Linked DNA regions of Anas platyrhynchos: region 2 is linked to region 1. The links are chromatin contacts, called in public Hi-C maps. All regions are on one chromosome and are shown on one strand. The core of a region is the stretch at or near the end of the contact, and the rest is flanking DNA. Distances in the headings are between cores, read along the strand shown. Region 1 overlaps OSBP2 (oxysterol binding protein 2). Region 2 holds the start of LOC106019221.

What was found. Hi-C and Micro-C count contacts between places; a contact is called where the count stands out from the background.
Region 2: a Hi-C map of subcutaneous adipose tissue shows a contact between it and region 1, with 2.4 times the contacts expected there. The contact joins the promoter of LOC106019221 here to the enhancer-like site in region 1. A contact is called at or near these places in 2 of 8 Hi-C or Micro-C datasets (liver and subcutaneous adipose tissue).

The regions. Positions count from the first base shown.
Region 1 is chr16:5,144,457-5,147,288 of IASCAAS_PekinDuck_T2T, forward strand. All of the region lies in intron 2 of OSBP2 (oxysterol binding protein 2), which reads right to left. Among named protein-coding and RNA genes, the nearest start is that of OSBP2, 29 kb to the right of the region's middle. Within about 2 kb of position 1,510, at least 1 of the 8 cell types and tissues checked has an H3K27ac peak or open chromatin away from gene starts, as enhancers often do.
Region 2 is chr16:5,211,907-5,214,938 of IASCAAS_PekinDuck_T2T, forward strand. LOC106019221 reads left to right here and starts at 1,643. Exons shown (of 8, transcript XM_027469886.3): 1 at 1,643-1,717; 2 at 2,105-2,290; 3 at 2,604-2,784; 4 at 2,882-2,993. The coding sequence starts at 1,666. GAL3ST1 (galactose-3-O-sulfotransferase 1) reads left to right here. Exons shown (of 3, transcript XM_072024219.1): 3 at 1-1,072.

The sequences.
Region 1 (2,832 bases), core at 260-2,759:
TACTATTCACCGAGAAAAAGAAAAGGCATTAAATATGTATGTTAAAAACAGCCGGGACATTTGCCAGCACGCTGGTAGGAAGCGTGGAAAAAGAAATGCATTAAATGAAATGATTTAAATAACACCTCTCCGCTGGGCTCTGGGAGGACAGCTTTCCATCGCCACGTCCCAAATTAGGGACGAGCAGCAGCCGGGGCAGGCGAGCTGGCACCTCCAGCCCACGGAGGACACAACAGCCCGCAGGCTGCTTTGGCACAGCGCTGGCTGCGAGCTCCTCGGCTGGCACCACGTTTCCAGCCCAAGATCTTCAGGGAGATGTGGATTTTTAGCAGCAGAAAGGAGACCGCTTCCAAAAGGAAGAGTTCGACAGAAAGGGCGTACCAACAAAAAGGGCACACGGTCATTTTTTTCCCTCGAAGGCTAACTCATTTCCATCGGACAGGTCTGCTCAAGGTGATGTCCTGCATCACTGCTGGCTTCGTGCAGCTGAAAACAGGCTCAGGACAGGATCTACCCACTCTGTTTCACATTGAAAAGGGAGAATGTCAAAGCCTGAGCCCCTTTACAGGCAGCAAAACCGAGGACCTCTTTTGGGAGACCCCCTTCCATCCCCAAGAAAGAGCAGATGGGGCTGGGAGGCACAAATCTACTAAAATCCAATGCCCCCCTGCACATTTACCAGCAGCCCTGTCACATACCTGGGACCTGCAGCATCACCAGCTCCCTCTCAGCCTGCAGTTCTGTCCCCTCACGCATAAGGAGGATCAAGGCGGCATTAAATTCTGTCACCGAGTTGATTTTCATTTCCTAGGGTGAGAATTTTGGCTTAAAACCTTCTCAGCTCCTTGGGAATGATAAATTCCCACTCTGCTGACCACCCATGCCCTGCAAGCAAGCCATCTCTTTCAAGGACTTGCGTGCTAAAAGCTCACCTGTTTTAATCCTCTGTGTTGGTTCTCTTGAAATTGCCCCACAAGCAGCAACCGCTGCACTTGTCAGACACATGCTTGGTGCATTCTCACACTGAGCTGATACTGAAATCGAGGAGCTGAGCACTGAGCTGGGGGAGCAAAGCCAAGCCCCGTGCCACCAGGCAGGCTCAGCAGCTCCTTCCCAGCCCCAGATCCCCACCGTGGGGAGCGGGGCAAACTCAGCACCCTGCCGGATCGCTGGGATGAGCGGCTGCGGTGTGGCACTGGGTTTCAGCACCGGGAGGAGGAGGAGGAGGAGGGCTGCAGGAGCGCGCGGCACCACGAGGTGCCAGCACAGGCTGGGCAGAGGAGCTGCTGAAGGATAGCTGAAAAGGCAACGACAGTGAGCAAACCTTCAGCATGTCCCTCTGTGGGGCTGTCCCCTACCCAAAAGCTCCAGAAACCTCATGAGGGATCCTTGGTGACGAGAGCCTCATGCTGCCAGCCCTCCTCCAGGCAATGGGAACACGGGGTTTGTGGAGGAGACGTGGAGGAGATGTGCCAGGAGAGGGCAACCTGCCACCGCAGCATCGCTCCAGCAAAGCGCCAGCACCCAGCTCGAGCCTCAGCCGTGGCACCCACACAGCTATGTCCACGGAGAGCAGCGTGCTGCCACCACCACGGCTTTTTTCTAGGTGGTTTAGGGTCATTTTGGTGGAGTTTCTCATTCCCTTGGGCCCCTGCAGCAGACGCAGTGCCCTAAGTGACTGCAGAACACCTAAATGGCCTCTTCACCCATCCCAAGGGACACAGTCCATCCCCCAAGGATGGAGCCCGAACAGTGCTCCCCAGGCACAGCCTGGCAGCCTCCAGCTCCCTGCGCGCTGATGCGGTCAGGTCCTATCCCTGCTTTGGCAGGGGGGTTGGACCCAATGATCTCTTGAGGTCCCTTCCAACCCCTACAAACCTGTGATCCTATCCCCATGAGTCCCAGTTCACTGAAATTCACCAAAGCAGCGCCACCAGACTAACCCAGAATAAAAACATTTCCCTTCCCACATTGAGCTCAAATCGAATTCTCCATTTTGCAGGTGTGCTGCAGAAGCTGACGTGCTCAGGTGGACAAAAACTGAAGCAGGAGGCTCCCTCGCAGCCATTCGTGACTGAATGACTTATTTCTAATTAGAATTGTTATTATTTTCAGACCTAAAAATTGATTTTCCTCCGATAGCCTTTCTCTGTGCCAGGAGAAAAAAAAAAACAGCACTTGCAAATCATAAGTGCCTAATAACACAGAAATACACTGAGCCACGTATTTGAGCTGGAAACACTCCTCCTTGCCATGTCCAAGGCATGCTCCCACTTGCACAAAAGCCCCTGCCTGGGCCAGTTTCAGCCAGCTCCAAAGGGACCTGCCGCTGGCCAGAGCCAAGCCAGTAAGTGATGTTGGTTGGGCCTCTGAGAGAGCAGATTTAAGAAGGAAAAAATAAAAGGAAAAAAAAAAAAAGAAGGAAAAAAAAAAGGGGGGGGACAGAGAGTGGTTGTGGTGGAGCTCAGAGCACTCAGAGCAGGAAGAAACCACCACACGTGGGAACTGTGCCACTAACAGCACCAGGAAAGCCCCCCAGATGGGATGGGTGCAGAAAAGCCCAGGTGTCAGATTTAAGCGTCTCCAGACACCGCTGCTTGGGGCCCTTGATGCCAGCAGTACCTGCAGCACAAGGCAGCTCCACCACATCCTCCCTGGAAAATAAAAAAAAAAAAAAGGACCCACGTTTGGCAGAGGCTCTGATGCTCCTCACCCTACACATGCCAGGAACTAGCAGCTGTTTGCTTCGTTGCTCGCTGCTGCCGCAGGCTCCCCCCAGACCCTACCTGCTATAAATAAGCGTAGAGCCTGTGCTCAGCACGCACTGTGCTC
Region 2 (3,032 bases), core at 393-2,892, 68 kb after region 1:
CGGTGGCTCCCAGAGGTGCTCCCAACCCTGGGCACCCAAGAGTGACGGAGGGGACGTGGGGACCCAGCTCAGAGGCCACTGCTGCCAGCAGCAAGGGCTTCAAGGATTGGGGGGGTTTGGGGGTCTTTCCCAACAGGATCCACTTCTTCCTGCCACGTGGAAATGCTGGAGGCAGGATGGGAAGGACAGGTCCCCGTCGTGCCCTTGTCACAGCAATAGACATCCACCACTGCGCCACCAGAGGTGCGCTGTGGGTCGGGCAGTGGTGGGACCCGTGGGGCCAGGTGTGCACGGGTATTCTGGAGCATCACTCCCAGTGGGGGCTGATCTCACCATCCCCTTTCCCTCCAGCCCAGTTTTTGGGGCCCACCACGCTGCTGGGGCTCCCCCAGCCCATGGGTGCATCGAGTGCCACGTGTCCTCAGCGCACCCGTGGCTGTTGGTGCCTGGCACACCATCAGCCCAGACCCAGGAAGCCCCAGCAGGTTTCTAAGCACCATCCACACGTGAATTTGCAGAGCAACAAAACCACCCCAAAAGCCCCAGCCTGTGCCAGCGGCGGTCCCCAGCACGTCCATGCAGGACCCCATGGCAGCAGATCCCCCCCCAGCCCCCTCTTGTCCCAGTTAGAGGGCCCTGTGGTGCCAGTCCCCACCGGGGACATCCCGGGAGGACCACGGGGTCTGGTGAGAACTGGTGTGGGGAGCAGGCGTGGAGCAGGGTCCCAGAGGTGCCAGCCCTGGGTACAAGTGGGACACGGGGACGAGCCACATCATGGGGAGCCCTCGGGTGTCCTGGCCGGGCTGGATGACAATGGCACGGGTAAAGCTGAGAGTGGCCCAGGCCGGGCACCGAGGTGGCACCGTGCGGCTGCAGGGGTGACAGGAGATTGTCACCAGCCCGGGACAGCAGCAGGGAGCCCGGCCCTGCCACTCCCCGGTGTGGTTCGTGTTCTGCTCTGTTTGTAAATGCAAGCAATAAAAAAAAAAAAAAAGAAAAAAAAAAAAAAAGCAATTCTATTTTGTAAGATAATCGGATTGTATATTTGGCAGTTTTTAATACACCAATGGTCCAGCTGGTCTCCGTCGGTCTCGTTCTTCTCCGTGGGAAGGGGATGGGGACAAGAGACAGATCCTGCCCCCCGGCGATGCCCCAGCTCTGCCCCCACCACCGGTGCCACCCGTTAAAGCTCCTCGGCCCGGTGCTCGGAGGCCCTGGGTGCGTGGGGTGATGGCAGGTCCCTGTTGGCTGGGGATGGTGGCACTGGGATGTCACCGAAGGGGCAAGTCCCAAAGATGCCCTTCGGGGAGGGCAGGGAGCAGAGGTTTAGAGGCTGCTCCTGGGACATCCCTGGGTCGGGACAACCGCAGGGAAAAGCCACCACGGTTCCCCGTGACCACAAAAGTTTGTGTTTGTGGAGAAACACCCCTTCCCAGGGCCCCAAATCCCCTCTGAAGCCCCAGCGGGTGTGCACCCAACAGCACAGGCTGGGCTCTCCCTGATCTCCCACGGCTTACAGCAAGGTTTTACTGCAGAGATCACAAAAACAGAGAACCAAAAAAGGGAAAAAAAAAAAAAAAAAAATCAGTGCCAGGTGGGGCCCATTTGCACTCACCTGCTCTTAAATGCCCCCCAACACTGGGGCTGAGCTGTTGCTCTCTGAGGATGGGGCTGTGCTGGTGGGTGCTGGTGTGTGGGGCTGTGCTGGGGGTGGCAGGTGAGTGGGGCTGGGGACCCCTGGCTGCTCGTGGTGGGGGGTGGGTGCCCCATGGTGCTGGTTCCTGATGGCCTCCTGTTCCTGCTGGTACTGGTCCTACTGGGGGAGGTGGTATGGGAGCTCCCTGTCCCTGCAGGTCCATTAGGGGCTGCTCTAGATGGGGCTCCAGGGCTACCCATGGGGTCCCTGGCTGCTGGTGGTGCTCTCCCACACCATGTGCAGCTCCAGACGTGCTCCTGGGGGGTTCTTCACTTGGTGCTGCCCCCACCTCCCCTCTGTGAGCTCTGGAGATATCTGAGGACCTGGGTGTCCTCTCCATCCCTCAAGGATGCTGTTCCCACCTCTCCGTGCTCAGCCTCCCCCTGTTAACTCTCTTCCTCCCTGCAGGGACCCCCACGGCCCCAGCTGCTCCCACATTTTCTGGCCATGTGGCAGTGGCCCCAGTGACATCCTCAGGTGTGGGGACAAAGGTGATGTCCCCAGAACCTGCTGCTGCCACCGTGCCTGGTGGGATTCACGCACAGCCCTGCTCAGAGGAGCCCAGCATGAACTTCACCTTGAGGCTCCTGCACAGTGAGTGCTCTGAGTTGTGTGTTAGGAGGGGCAAGACCCTGGGATGGACCCCATTATGAAGGTTTTGGGGTTCTTATCAGTCTGATGGGTGATGTGGTCCTGTTCTGCTCCTTGGGGTTGAACCAGGAAGGTGCTGCAGGTCTGGAGCCAGGCCAAGGTGACAGCCAACAGCAGGGGGTGGGCTCCAAAACCAGGTTCCTGCCTCACAGCAGTGGGAGCAGAGACCCCTTATGGGCTCGGGATGTGTCCTAAGTCCCCATCTGTGGTGGGACAGGCTCGGGGACGTCGCACTGATCCCATTTTCCTCCTTCAGGGGATCCTGGTGCCACGAAGACGCCGCTGGTGCTCAGCTCTGGTTCTGTCCTCCACCTGGAGGCCAGGGTGGACTTCGGGCCTGGTGTCTCCCCCAGAATCTACGTGGACCAGTGCTACGGGACAGCCTCGGGGTGGCCGGGACACTCCAGGAGGGCCTACGTGGTGGTCAACAGCCAAGGGTGGGTGCTGGGGGCCTGACAGACCTCCTGGTGTGGGGTGGGAGAGGCCCTGGGGTCAGCTTGGAAACGTCCCTGACTTGTTCCTGGGTCTCCCCAGGTGCCTGCACGGCCCGAATCTGGGCAGTGTGTCTGTCCAGCACCAGAGAGGGGCGTCTGTCCTCCAGCTCTCCATCCTGCCCCCCGTGCTGGAGGCTGGGCCCGAGGAGGAGGTGAGGTTGGGGTTGGGGTGAGGTTGAGGAGCGAGATTC